Regions from separate parts of the Mus musculus genome. Here regions 1 and 3 are each linked to region 2. A link is a contact called in public promoter capture Hi-C data. All regions are on one chromosome and are shown on one strand. The core of a region is the stretch at or near the end of the contact, and the rest is flanking DNA. Distances in the headings are between cores, read along the strand shown. Region 1 holds the start of Ms4a19 (membrane-spanning 4-domains, subfamily A, member 19). Region 2 holds the start of Ms4a7 (membrane-spanning 4-domains, subfamily A, member 7). Region 3 holds the start of Ms4a13 (membrane-spanning 4-domains, subfamily A, member 13).

Region 1 (4,669 bases), core at 1,060-3,559, 170 kb before region 2:
CTCCCAAAGGGTGTGGTGGATGGGATTGCCAGGGCAAACAGCAGTGTGTCTGTGATAGAAGCCAACCATTGCTCATAGAGCTCTGGAGTCCGAAGATCCTTCTGGATGTACTGACAATTTGCTCACCTCTTTTAGGACATGTCATCATCTTAGGGTTAAAAACATTGATAGATGGTAAAAAAAAAAGACTATTTCTCCTCCATTTCTAGACTCTGTATATATTTTGATGCCATGTCGCCTTCGCAAGCCACTGTAATCGATTTACCTCCATTTGAGGAGTTGATAGTGGAAACAGAGGTGGTATATATCTTCTACCTCGTGTAATAAGGAGTGGGAACCCTCTCACTGAGGACTTACTTGAGCAGCATTTTGTTCTTACCCCCAAGACTCTCAGTTCCTTTTTTATCCACAAACGATTCTGTGGCATATTCATCAAGATATAATGGAGGGATGTGAGGATAAGTTCCTCTCCTGGGAAAAATGGGGAGAAAAACAACATAAATTAAATCAGTTAATAATTATTGTTATTCTCTTGGGTAAGATTCCTAAGCCTGAGGGGGACCCTACTCTACAGCTGTCATTCATTTTTTTTTTAAAGATACTTGGTTGCCCTCTGACAGGTTCTTTTGCACCAGAGACTAGTAGTATTCTGACAAAACTAATATTTACCTCTCAAAAAGTTTTGCTCACGGATCAGATTTAAGTTAGACTACGCTAAGTACTAAGTGATAACTGCTCCGATCACATCAATTCCTTGAGCACCTGCTCATATGCCCACATTGCTGCATCAGGAAATTTAGACCCTTGGTAGATTTGATCTACCCTGGTACCCACCCATCAGTGTTGTCTAAGTTTAAGTCTGTTTGGGGGTGGGGTGTGTGTGCCTGACTAGAAGGATCTGTGTCACATGCTTATGTTAGATGCAGAGGAGGCTGGAAAATAGAAATAGTATTCTAGAGTATAGGCAGGTTTCTTAAGTTAGTGAACAAGATAACCAGAGGGGATGTTCAGTAGGCAAGACAAGGATAACTCGTCATTTCTAGCATGGGCAGGGAGGGTGATGGTTCCTAGTTTGTATGAATCATAACTCCCCCCTCAGCCTCTATATTTAATGCTCATGAAAACTCTTCTTTATTCTAGCTGGTCTGAACAAAGGTGGATATCGAAACCATTTGGTGAGGCTGCAGAAGATGTAAAAGCAAGAAGCCAGGACATTATTAGATTCTATCTGTTCTAATGTACAGAACCGTAGAGCATGAAACTTTGCATGTGTGGGAAGAAGGGCACCCGGAGAAAATCAGAGACAGACGAAAAAACAGAACTTATCATCTTCTGACCACTTTCAACTTCTTAGTTCCATTTTCTTGGAAGCCTGGCTGCCTATACATCATGTAAACACTTATATATTATATTATATACATTAATTTTACTAAAACAAATAAGAGATAATTTATGTTTTTTCAGTCCAAGGTTAATACATTTGCTTTGAGTGGCTTTCTAGTTAGATTTGGCTTTGATAATCTCTACCTCCATTCCCAAGAAACAGCTCCCCAACCCCACCCAGCCTCTAAAGTCTCACTAATCTTTTCTGGTTCCCTTCAATCACTATATGTAGTTGTATGGGAATGTCAGGGCCAAGAAGCAGGAGTGGGTGGGTAGGGAAGCAGGGCGTGGGGGGAGGGTATAGGAAACTTTCGGGATAGCATTTGAAATGTATATAAAGAAAATATCTAATAAATAAAAAAAGAAAAAAATTCAAGGCATTGTCTTTAGATCTTTCAAAACAAACTTTTCCTTTTCCTCATATAAGTCACGGACTTTGAAGGTTTCAGTTGCCACGATAATGGCCCATTGATATTTGACAAGGAGAAAATACACTAAGGCACAGAGGAAAGCATTTTAGAAGATTCTTGAATTAAAAATTGCCCATTATGACAATTAAAAACTTACCCGTTATGCGATGACTTACAAAAAAATGTAATAAACTTCAAAGGCTCTTCTAAGTGACAAGAATCACCTGGAGGGTTGTACTGGGGAGAAAAAAGAAGCCAGGATACAATTGAAGCTCTCCAGGAAGCAGTGTCCAATGCCTGTCCTTAATGTGGTCTGTTCAAGGGTCATGGATCCATACTCTGTCACAACCCCAAGGTTAGAATAGGATAATCCTGAAAGGGTTGCTTTTAGGTCCAGATCTTTCTGCCCTGGCTTTCCTGCAGGCAGGCATCTGCCACCTTCATGTGCCCCTCATTACCTCTTGCGGATCCAGCGCAGCTGCGGTTGTGTCTCAGAGCAACCGTGGTGAAGGGTGCCACGTGAGGAGGGCCACGCAGAAGTTAGTTCCACTGGCCCTTGAAGGTTCCATCCAGCCTTCATGCCCGCGAGAGGTAGATGCGGTTAGGGTTTGGGGCCAGCAGGAGGAGCTCTAGTGCGGACATCCTTTACTGACCAGTGTTGGGCATACTCTAGCTATTAATCTGCAGTCCTTGAGCCCAGCTATGGCTGATTCCCTGCTCCATAGACTTCCCCACCAAGCAAATACTACCAACTGTTTTCCAGTAGAAGAAGCAAGTCTTTCTATTGTGAGTCTCCTCAAAAATCAAAGTTCTAAACTCTAGAAGGAAGGATGTTGTTGGAACCCTGGATCTGGTGGTGTTTGGGCAAGATGTATCTTCTGTTCCTCTCTCTGCAAAATCGAGGTCACACTTGCTCTGTGGACTTTCCATTTTCAGAAATTAGATTGCACAAGTCCGTCATCCACTCTGGGACAAGAAACTCTAAACATAGTGGGCAGTATGCCAAAAGAAGAGATGGAGGCTGGAGGTGGACTTGAGAAGGGACCCAGAGGAAGATGAGAGGAGTTGTGGGGGTGAAAGACAATTAAAATTCATTATATAAATGCATGGAACTGTCAAACAACCAATCAACAAATAAATTAACCCCGACAAAAGGCTACTGCTCTATGTAATCTAGTCCTAAATGGTAGGTATTAAAGAACCCAAATTTGACAGTCATGTCTATGAGGCTGAGAGTCATTTATGATATGACTAAACAGGTAAACACTAAACCCAGTAAAGTGTAAGGGTGCTATATCGGGCACCTGGAAGAAGTGAATAAATTAACAGAAGGTCATTTGGTCTAACTTACTCAGATTACATTGAGTCTCAAAAGCAATGGTGACTTGGTTAGCTGCTAACTAAAGGAGTGTTCCTCACAGGCAATTTGTTGAGGCTTCCAGTACCAGGTATTCCATGTATTATGTAATTTATTGAACATATAATTCTCTAGGAATTAGAATGCTCCAATATTTATATATCCTGTTGAGGATAAATATGAATGACATTGTTTATGTATTAGTAGTAAGGAATGGAAAAAATATAGAATATCCTTTACCTTAGAGTTTACCTTGTGGGAAAGGTGGGGTGAGAGATGATCCATTTTAGTATTAGGTGGTCAGACAATAAAAATCGAATGCAGCTTAGGTGGTAAGGAGCAGACAGAAAGGTAAGGATGCCCTTGCAGAGCCCTGAGCTCTAGGAAAAAATGGAAAACGATGCCTAAATCTCTCAAGGGTTATGCATTTGGTTGCTGGCTTTTTGCAATGTGAAGGTGAGTGCTATCACTGAAAAGAAGTGGCCTCAGAGGACAGATGGAAGTCAGACTCGACCTAGAGTAGAGTCAAAGGGAAAACACGAGGTAATTGTGTGGAGATAATATGTACTTACCTCTGGAGCTCTGGCTTTAAGAAAGGAAAGGTAGTTGTGTGCAGAGGGAGTCCTACGGGGGAGTTGTTTTAAGATGACACTTAACACTGTGAGCCAATGCTGGTGGCTGGCCGGGAAGGGATGAGAAGCCAAAGCCATCTAAGACATCAATGACACAGTGAGACGTGGACTGTGATCTCTAGAAGCAGCCTTCTGTCATGCACAGACCTGCAGGTAGCCTTAACTTTCTCACTGCACACTTGGCTTTCTTGGCCCGTCACCTGGCTTGCCTCTGGGGCCACTCTTTTGCTAACTTGCTCATTCTCTGCAAGCAGGAGCTCTTGGGTACAGGTTCTGTGAATTCTATGAAAGCTTCTAGTTTCACACAATGTAATGAGGAGCTAGACATAACTATAGCACTTTTGTCACATGGTTAGCTTAAGTTGACACGTGTTTTAGGTATAAAATACACAATTCTGAAGACTCCATATGATCTGTAGACCATATGACTCCATAGATTATAAAGTATATCATCAATAGTTTTTACCTGCATCATTTAGATGTTTTTGACATATTAACTGTGTTGTCAAAATTAAACACATATGTTCCTATTTACTCTCTTTGTGTGGCTGCTAGGACAATTTAAAAACATACATGTGGTGTTTCTTACATCACCAGTAGATAACGATGCTCTGTATCTTTCACGGTCTTGGACATCACTCCTTCCTTTCAGGTTTCTTGCCTTTTGAAGTTTTTTTTGACCTTAATTTCTTCATTTTATTTTTTTAAAAATTGTGTTTTATTTCCCCTTTCTTTTCTTTGCTCAAAACTCCCTTGCTGTCTTTCAAATTCATGGCCTCTTTTGTCATTAATTGTTACACATGTATATGTGTGTATTCCTAAATATACCCTGCTCAGTATGTAGTCTGTTACTTGTATGTATGTTTTCATGGCTGACCATTCAGTAT
Region 2 (4,831 bases), core at 130-2,629:
GCATGAATCAAAATGTTCCTGACTCCCCAACAAATAATACGAAGTCACCAGTTTCATTCTTCTTTGTGTTCCTTTTCTCCTCTCTTCAGTTCTCTCTCCTCTTTATGTAAGATTTTACACAAATTATAACACTGTACAAATGGTCATTCCAACCATTTAGAATTCTTATCAATCTTTGACTAATTACAATAGCCTTAAGTATAAAAGGCAAACGTTATATTCTGACATGCTGCAAACATTGTTAAACCTCAAAAACAAAATCTTAAATGAAGTCAAGGAAGTCAGATGCTGCGTGGTTCTACTTATGAGGTACCCCTACTACTCAGTTTTGTAGAAAAGTAAAATGGTGGGGGAGGGGTGGGTGAAGAGCAGTTGTTTAGTGGATTGTCATGGGGGTGCCAAGCATGAATGAATCGAATGCCACTGAATCACACACTTCCAGTAGTTAGAACGCTACAGTTATGTAATTGGATTTTAAACTAGAATTAAAAATCCAAATGATAAATTCAAATGAATGCATTTCATTAGACTGAATGTATAATCATGGTCATTTTGGTTCCTTCTATTTTTGTTATCACTATGAACAATGCTGTAAGAAACACCTGTGCATTTTAAAACACATAGAACTTATGCTTATTTTATATGTTCAATTATCTATTTATGATAGCATATAGAGATGTATTTCCTGAATTTAAGCTATTCTTAAAATATGGCTATTTTGGAAGGAACTCTACATAATGATGTTTCTTACATTTTATAGTATGTCTGGCAACTGACACCATCACCTCCCAATCCAACTATGCTTTGTTCTTCACCATTCATTATGTTCACATGAAGTGGGAATGGCCCTTAGCTTTCGAAAAGAGTTCCAAAATCTCTTCTATTCAGGCAAACACCTCTGCACACAGTGCTTTTCTGTGTTGCAATGTTAGATTAGAACCATAGTTTCCAAGTTAAACATTTTCTCAAATGTCAGTCTTCTTTGAGAACATGTTTTATAAGACTAAGTGGCAAGAGTAGGGAAATTAAGGGAACTAACTATATAAGGTCATCACTTCAAATCTCAACTGATCTCAAAGGTGCTTTCCTTTTTGACAAGTAAGTAAACTGAGGCTTCAAATGGGCCTCACCAACTATTGCAAGTGGTCAACAGAAAAAACAGGATGAAAATCCATTTCCCAGACTGTCTATTTAGAGCACAACATCTCCCAGTGGTACGATTCCAACCCAAAGTTCCTACCTGTCCTCACAGCCCTGTCCTGTGTGCTGCAGCTCCTGGGCCTGCTCACTCTGCTCCTGGGAGAACTCAGACTCAACCTCTTACCAGCTGTTTCCTCCAGAAGTTGCACTGTCTGCCTTTGACACTCAGTCATTTTGTGTGCTTTCCCCGGAAGTACTCGTGATTACACAGGGTGTGAGTTTGCAGTAATTACAAGTAGTAGGAAAACGAAGAGCTGCTCTGCTTCCCCTTTCTGAAGTTTGAGGTTTGGAAAAATAACACAAAATAAAATCATCTCACGAAACAAATTTGGTCAAGTAGGGAACGATTCCTTGCATTTCTATATTGCATTAAGTCTGTCCCCTTCTGAATGAGAGATATTAGAATTCACCGTCTGACTTACAGAATTAATGAGGAAGGGAGTAAGGAGTTCATGAAAATCAGAGTTATTGGATTTGAGAACATTTGGACTTGAGAGAGCTTATTGATATGGAGATAATTTCCAGCTGGTTGGAAACCACTTTTAAAAGCGTAAACCTCAGTAGCAGCTCCCAAGGTTAATACTTGTTTCTTCCAATGGAGTATCACTGAATATACAAACCACACTCAAGGGAGTAGACGGCCATCACAAAACGAACTCCATGGTATTTTTGGAGATGTTTATCTCATAATGTTTTGCTTGGCCACTGTTTTTTTTTTAAACCTTAACTTGTATTTTGATTATCCTTATGGCATCTGATTTTTTTGTTTTCTGGCTTTGTTTGTGTGTCTCTCTGCATGTGTATGTGTTTCTTGTGATTTTTCTCTTTTATTTACTCTATTTCTCTGTTTGCTTTGTTCTATTCTGGTTTGTTTATTTACTGGCCTGTTTGGTTTCTAAAGAGAGAAAGACATGGAGTTGGAAGGGTGGGGAGGTGAAGATCTGGGAGGAGGAGAAGAAACAGTGGTCAGAATATACTGTAGAAAAGCAAATTTCTATTTTCAATAAAAATATTTTTAATTAAAATGAAGTATGTCTCAAAATAGCTCCAAAATAAGTTAAAAACAAGAACAAGCAGAAATCCAGTCCATACCTGTTGCATAAGTCTAAAAGAGGATGGCCTATAAGATGACAAAAGGAAGTAGAAGAGGAATACTATAGAGAGGAAGAGAAAGATGGAGATTCCAATGCCATGCTAGATGCTCATATACAACTAGTGTACTTGAAGCTAAAACTGTTATTGATATAAATCAGCATGGCTCCAAGAAGTTCTGAGCAGACAAACACGAATGGTCAGGCTTTATGTGTGCTGTAAGAATGACTTTGTTTCAAACCTGAGCATAAATTAATTACTTTGACTTGTTTGTTTTGTTTAGTTTTAATTCTACGCGATAGCACGAACCCTTTATTTGTAGTCTTGCTTTCTGTGGTTTCATTATCCACAGTTCACCACAGTATAAAATGTTCATAGATAGTTGTAAACACAAAGATTTGTTAGTTTTAAGTTTCCGTTCTGTGAAGTGTGGTGAAATTGTACCATAAGTGAGACAGACAGACAGAGAATTCAAGTTAACCACAGCATATTATAATTGTTCTCTGTATGTATAGGATATGTGGTACAGAGCCATGCAGTTTGAGACATCCACTGCTGATTTTGATATATATCTTCTGAGAATCGGGTTGGGGAGGAGTGAGCCCAATATACCTTAAGTATCTAACCAACTTACACTTAGAGAATAGGGACTTTCTAATAATACATAAGGCAACTGTATAAGTAGAACCAAGTGTTTCCTCTGCTTGACTTCACTGACTGTCTTGTGAAAGCCTAGCCAGCCCCTTGGTGCTCCTTCACTGTCACCTTTATCGTTTCTCATTTGGAACTTCTCAAGTCATGACTTCAATAAAATCCTTAAAATGTTATTGTACCTCAGTTTACTTTGAAAGTGTCCTTGACAAGTCACCCACACTCCAGTAGAAGGGCACACAGTAACGAATATTTGGGCAGCACAAATTGGATTTGTTGAGAAAAAAGGAATACAAGGATACAAAGGACACAAAGTTTTGGAGGAAGGGAGATGGGAGAGGTCTTGGAAGAGTGGGATGAAGGTGAGTACTATCAAAACACAGTGTCTTAAATTCTCAAAGAAAAATAAAATATAGGAAAAAATGTTTCAGACTTCATGCCAACTGCAGACTAAAAGCTAGTCCTCTGGAGAGCACAAACGAACTATTTGAAACAAGTGTATTGTCCAAAGTTTATTTCTTAGCTTCAGGAAGTTGAACAGGGTGTAGTGAGATTGAAGTATAAAATAAATGTTGCTGAGGTACATTTTGGATGGAGATCATTTTTTGGAAGGTAAATGTTGACCATATACATAAATAAAAATTAGAAATTTACATGCAACACCTATACTAGTAAATGCATGTACTTATTATTGGTTGAGTGAGATAGGGATTTTGCCTGAGCATCATTTAAACATGAAGATGACATTTCATATCAATAAAATGACCTTTTAGCTCTCTGTAATGGCTCACAGCTAAGTTCCCAGAACTTGGGAAGATTTTGAGTATGATGCCAGCTTGGGTTACATAGTGAACTCTGGAGCCCTATAGTTGGATAGAGAGGTCATAGGCCTTAGAGGAGAAGCTGCTATTAACATTTTGCTAAATTCATATTATGCCCAACTACCTTCTAAATACCTTTGTTCCCAGAGTTTGATGCAGTTCTCACACTTCACCAAAGACGCTTCTCTTTGCAGTGTCAAAGGCCTTTCATGAAAGCCTGGTCAAAGTGCACAAAGTGCAGGGAATATGTGACTGTGGAGTCCTTCATTTCTTCTTTTTTTAATTAATAATTTTATTTCAAATGATATCCCCTTCCTGGTTACCACTCCACAATCCCCCATCCCATCTGCCCTCTCCTCCTTCCTCTTTACCTCTATGAGGGTGCTCCTCTACCCACTCACAACTCTCACTCACCGCTCTAGCATCCCCCTACACTGGGGCATCACACCTAAACAGGACCAAGGGCCTCCCTGTGAGGACCGGGTATGGCAGCAGTCCCAAGAAGGCGCCCAGGACTGCAGCTAAATCTTATGACTTGTACCTGACTTCCTCATACACCTGAAAATATGCCACAACCATTGTGAGAGCTGCGCAGATGCACCAGGATACTGGCGAATCCATTTTGGTGGAGACATGCCCCTGCTGCCCTGATTAGCTGAAGCTGCATGCCTGGTGAGGTGATGTGGCCTGCTGTGAGTGGATGGGGGCTGAGAGTATATAAGAGTGAGAGGCCCGGGGTTCAAGAGAGAAAGATGAGAGATAAAGTTGAAGTGAGAGAGATGAAGACTGAAGTTTGCTGAATAAACTGCTGTTAGAAGGACTGGTGGTCGTGTCGTTCTTGCTGGTCAAGAGCGGACGCGACTACTCCCTTCCCATTGTTGTCAGATAAGGTCATCCTCTGCTACAACATATGTATCTGAAGCCATGGATCCTTCCATGTATACTCTTTGGTTGGTGGTTTAGTCCCTGGGAGGCCTGGGTAGTCTGGTTAGTTGATATTGTTCTTTCTATGGAGTTGCGATCCCCTTCAGCTCCTTCTGTCCTTACTCTAGCTCTTCCACTGGGGT
Region 3 (4,937 bases), core at 282-2,781, 140 kb before region 2:
GCCCTCATGAACATGGGTGGGAGGTTTTATCCTGGATCCTGGGTTATACCACTGAAGAAAGTGACACCTCTCTCCTCAGCCACTATTAACTGTTAATAGTCCCTCAGGGTAGGGGTGAAGCCTCCAGAGCCCTTCCTCCCTCTAATGAAAAAGTTGATGACTCTAGTGTTGGGTAGGTGACCACATCTGTAGTGAGTTCATGAGTGCATCACCCATGTTACATTCAGAGGACAATGTTGCACAGCCCTTTCTACCACTTCTGACTTTAAATCTTCCTACCCTCTCTTCTATAACGTTCATGGAGCCTTGGTGTGTGTGTGTGTGTGTGTGTGTGTGTGTGTGTGTGTGCGCGCGTCCCAGAAAAATGATTTAAAACATCTAAAACGTTTTTACTTTAAAATAATTGTGTATCTGCATGTGTGTTTGGATGCCTATGAAAAAGGGTGTCAGGTCCCCTGAAGTTTAAGTTGGCACCGAGCTGCCTGATAAGAGTGTTAGCAATTAAACTCTGGTTCTCTGCAAAAACAGCAAGATTCATGACCACTGAACCAGCTCACCAACCTCAAAAAAGATTTTTTAAAATAAAATGAAGAGAATGACATCTTCAGAGGACACACCAATTTCTTCATGAACTGCTTCCTGCCCACCTTCCCCTCTCACTTGGTCACTCGGACTTCATAGCTTAACAACCCTGGTAGTAACCCTTTCCCCAAAGCCTGCTTGTGCTACAAGGTAGCTAGATACACAGATGTTTGTCTTAACATTTTGCCCGTAATTCCTGCCACATTGTGTTGCAAATTTTTTTCAAGACTAACTTCAAATCACTTTGTTGTCCCCAGAAATTATAAAGTTCATTTCCATGTGTTCGTGGTCATTCCTGCTTAATTCCCTGGCCATATGCATTCAGTTACTCCCCTCTTTCTTCCCCCTTTTCTGATAAATATTTTAAGTGAATACTTTACTTAAGGTGACTAGTGGCGAACCTTGATGTTACAGTCATGAGAAGTATTTTACTTTTCACCTCACATCATGATACACCCATATACCGGCAGTCAGTACTAGATGAAATCTAGAAGGAGTGGGTGGGAATAAGTAGCTGCTGGCAGCTACTTGTGAGGTCAAGGCAGGACGATTGCTCAGCCCAGGAATTCTAGAGCAATCTTGTCAACACAGTGAGACCCCACATTTCAAAAAGTAAATAAAAGTATTTTTTAGAAGGTCAAACGAGAGGGTATAAAAGATGGAGAATGGAGATGTGCCCACCTCTCTTTCCTCAACCCCCTTTCTCCAGACCGTGTCCATTTTGATGCTTAGCAAAAGTAAAGAGGCACACTGTTACCTCACATTTCAGTTGTCCCAAGACCCAAGGATCCAGTTTCACCCTATCAGGCCTAGGCACAGGCTGAAGAGAAGGATCACCGTGGATGGTGCTCTCAGCGCTAGATCTGGCTGCATAGCCATCAGAGGCAGCAGCGCGCAGTCTAGCTCCCAGGTGGTTGTCAAGCTCCTCAAGCCGCCGGGTTGTCAAGGGCAACAGCCCTCTCTTAGGGCAGAGGGATGAGAACCAGTGCGCAGACTCACTGGGGCCTGCGGGCCACGCCCTGGTCCCTCACTTCGATCCTCTTCTGGAGTTTCTAGTAATGGCTTCCCTGGACATGGCTGGAACACTGCCTCTTCAGGGATGCTTCTCCTAAGATAGAATGGCCGCAGAGACCTGATCGTTTACCACACATTTCAGAAGGTTTCAAGTTGTAAAAAGGCAAGTAAATGAGTTAATAGTTTACTCTTCTTCCACCCTCCTCCAAATATAAATGGCTAAAGAAATTAATGAAGAGACTCTTTAGGAAATGATTAAAATGACTGCTTTGACCCACCCGCTGGGGACATTTTACTATGCAGGCTCTCTGCACCGTATTGGTTTTGGATTTGATATGAGGCAGTAGTTCAACGTTTGTGAAGAGAAACATAAAGATGCATAGATAGCTATGAAAAGATAAAGAATACTCTACTACTGGAGAGCAAATGGGGAGACAGAAAGGAAAACCTGTTTTCTCTAGGGAGCACAGGCCACCTGCCGAGCACCGAAGACTTCCTGAGGGCTTAAAGACCCTTGGACAGTAGATGCTCCTTTAACCAGAGCATGCTGTGAGCTTTCATTTATTCCTGGAAGACTTAAAATTCTGGCTTACATTGCAAATATTTCGTGGATGATAATCCTTTTATGAAGGATAATCTTTTTATAATATATATTCATATAGTATTATATTATTTATATTTCATTATATGTTACATAGTATACATAAAATAGATATGTATACATAAATATATTTAAATATATTTATATGTAGCCGGGCAGTGGTGGCTCACAGCTTTAATCCCAGCACTTGGGAGGCAGAGGCAGACAGATTTCTGAGCTCGAGGCAAGCCTGGTCTACAAAGTGAGTTCCAGGACAGCCAGGACTACACAGAGAAACCCTGTCTCAAAAACAAACAAACAAACAAACAAAGAAACAAACAAAATATTATCCTTTGTCGGGCGTGGTGGCTCACGCCTTTAATCCCAGCATTCGGGAGGCAGAGGCAGGCGAATTTCTGAGCTCGAGGCCATCCTGGTCTACAAAGTGAGTTCCAGGATAGCCAGGGCTACACAGAGAAACCCTGTCTCACCCCCCCAAATATATATATATATAAATTATAAAAATTATATGAATCATATAAAATATAAATATATATTTAATTATAATGTATGTTGATAATAGTATTATGATATATTCTATATTATTTATAATATATAAATATATAAGTATATAATATTTATATAGCACTTTTAAAATTAATACACTATATGGTTCCGTATAATATAATAACATATAATGTATTATATATAAAAATAGAAAAGAGGCCCTTGGTCCTGTGAAGGCTCTATGCCCCAGTATAGGGAAATGCTGGGGCCAGGAAGTGAGAGTGGGGTGGGTTGGTGAGCAGGGGGAAGGGGGAGGGGGAAGGAGGGAGGGGGATAGGGGATTTTTTTCAGAGAGAAAACCAGGAAAGAGGATGACATTTGAAATGTAAATAAAGAAAATACCTAATAAAAATAGAAAAGGATAATCCTTTTATAAAGATTTTATAAAGATTTTACTTTTATAAAGTATGGCTAGCACTCCTAAGGCTTAAGTACTCAAAAGAGTCAATGAGGCTTTAAAGTTACTGAGGTCTTTTCCATGCTTTTTATAGCAATGAAAATGTGGACTAGAAATTGAATAGCTTTTTTTTTTTTTTTTTTTTTTTTTTTTTTTTTTTTCATCATAGCTAACTTCTTTACATTGAAACTCTGAAGACCTTTCAAATAAGAGAAAATAAAATGCCAAGGTTCTCTTACTGTCTGAATTGTGTATTAGTTGGTATATCATTAAAAGAGCTATTAGTTTTATGGTTTTTATTTCTGTGTGTGTGTGTGTGTGTGTGTGTGTGTGTGTGTGTGCATGTACATGCGTGTGTATCATAGGTGTGTGTTTAGTGGACCACTTGCTAGTTAGTTTTCTTCTTTCACCATGGAGGAACTAACTTAGGCTTGGTGGCAAACAACTTTACTTGCTGAGCCACCTCACAGGCCCTGGTTTGGATGCACCCTTGAGTAATACAGTGCATTAGTGATCTCACAGGAACATTACTGTTCCTCTGTGTTTTATGTATGAGAATTAGCAGGAGTAGGCACAGCCTGTGCTCTGGAGAGAACAACCGAGTTGAATGCATCAACTTCAGAGTTATGGATTGAATAGGACTCTCAGAGTCAGTTCTGAAAAAGATGCATCCTTGTCATGTACTGCCAAGATTGGTGTCTCTTTTCCCTTCATCTAAAATGTAGCCAGCAATATCTGGAAATTAACTTGGATCTGATCATTGTGTTACATGGGCCCAAATGGGTATTCAATATAGGTGTAGGCAAGAAGAAGGGAGCTAAACCAACAGAAACAGTAAGTATTCATCAGTGCTTCTAAATTCATGTGGTCATGACACAGGTCAGTAAGAGAACATTGATCTGACTCTGCCCATCACCAATTTGGAAATTTGTAAAAAGAAATTTTCATGTCTTTTTACTTTTTATCATTTTGGGTCTGCATCCATTAATGAAAAGGAGCTGGGCAGGCATAGTCTGTCCAGCAGTATGTCTTACCTTTAACTTTTGTGACTTTAAATATTTCTTCATGTTGGTCATGTTTTTAACTTATCTTGAATTAGTTCCCAGGATAGAAAAGACATTAAGAAAGAATGTACTGGAATATGCCATGCATTCTGTAGTGTCCTTTCTATCTTTGTGTGTAGGGGGTCCACCATCATGATCTTGCTGAGTGTCAGCCCTGATAAAATAAAGCCTGTCCAAGTTTCTTTTTTTTTTTTCCTTTTCCATTTTTTATTAGGTATTTAGCTCATTTACATTTCCAATGCTATACCAAAAGTCCCCCATACCCACCCACCCCCACTCCCTTAAACGCCCACCCCCCCTTTTTGGCCCTGGCGTTCCCCTGTTCTGGGGCATATAAAGTTTGTGTGTCCAATGGGCCTCTCTTTCCAGTGATGGCCGACTAGGCCATCTTTTGATACATATGCAGCTAGAGTCAAGAGCTCCGGGGTACTGGTTAGTTCATAATGTTGATCCACCTATAGGGTTGCAGATCCCTTTAGCTCCTTGGGTACTTTCTCTAGCTCCTCCATTGGGAGCCCTGTGATCCATCCATTAGCTGACTGTGAGCATCCACTTCTGTGTTTGCTAGGCCCCGGCATAGTCTCACAAGAGACAGCTACCTCTGGGTCCTTTCGATAAAATCTTGCTAGTGTATGCAATGGTGTCAGCGTTTGGATGCTGATTATGGGGTAGATCCCTGGATAAGGCAGTCTCTACATGGTCCATCCTTTCATCTCAGCTCCAAACTTTGTCT

Evidence for each region. Promoter capture Hi-C pulls out the DNA fragments that hold promoters and counts their contacts.
Region 1: a promoter capture Hi-C map of macrophages shows a contact between it and region 2, with 9 read pairs. The contact joins the promoter of Ms4a19 here to the promoter of Ms4a7 in region 2. A contact is called at or near these places in 11 of 39 promoter capture datasets (Sertoli cells, embryonic stem cells, liver and 4 more), 17 of 484 Hi-C or Micro-C datasets (the AML12 cell line, B cells, CD8 T cells and 8 more) and 2 of 9 other capture datasets (adipose tissue and liver).
Region 3: a promoter capture Hi-C map of macrophages shows a contact between it and region 2, with 5 read pairs. The contact joins the promoter of Ms4a13 here to the promoter of Ms4a7 in region 2. A contact is called at or near these places in 4 of 39 promoter capture datasets (cancer-associated fibroblasts, embryonic stem cells and macrophages), 55 of 484 Hi-C or Micro-C datasets (the AML12 cell line, B cells, the BV-2 cell line and 31 more), 7 of 115 datasets of contacts at active chromatin or transcription factors (bone marrow-derived dendritic cells, bone marrow-derived macrophages, embryonic stem cells and 1 more) and 4 of 9 other capture datasets (adipose tissue, embryonic stem cells, liver and 1 more).

Annotation. Positions count from the first base shown.
Region 1 is chr19:11,163,021-11,167,689 of GRCm38.p6, forward strand. It overlaps Ms4a19 (membrane-spanning 4-domains, subfamily A, member 19), which reads right to left and starts at 2,310. Exons shown (of 8, transcript NM_001370777.1): 1 at 2,252-2,310; 2 at 1,970-2,030; 3 at 380-471. The coding sequence starts at 433.
Region 2 is chr19:11,334,767-11,339,597 of GRCm38.p6, forward strand. Ms4a7 (membrane-spanning 4-domains, subfamily A, member 7) reads right to left here and starts at 1,380. Exons shown (of 7, transcript NM_027836.6): 1 at 1,241-1,380.
Region 3 is chr19:11,195,206-11,200,142 of GRCm38.p6, forward strand. It overlaps Ms4a13 (membrane-spanning 4-domains, subfamily A, member 13), which reads right to left and starts at 1,532. Exons shown (of 7, transcript NM_001347435.1): 1 at 1,340-1,532. It overlaps 4930526L06Rik (RIKEN cDNA 4930526L06 gene), which reads left to right and starts at 1,612. Exons shown (of 3, transcript NR_045317.1): 1 at 1,612-1,759.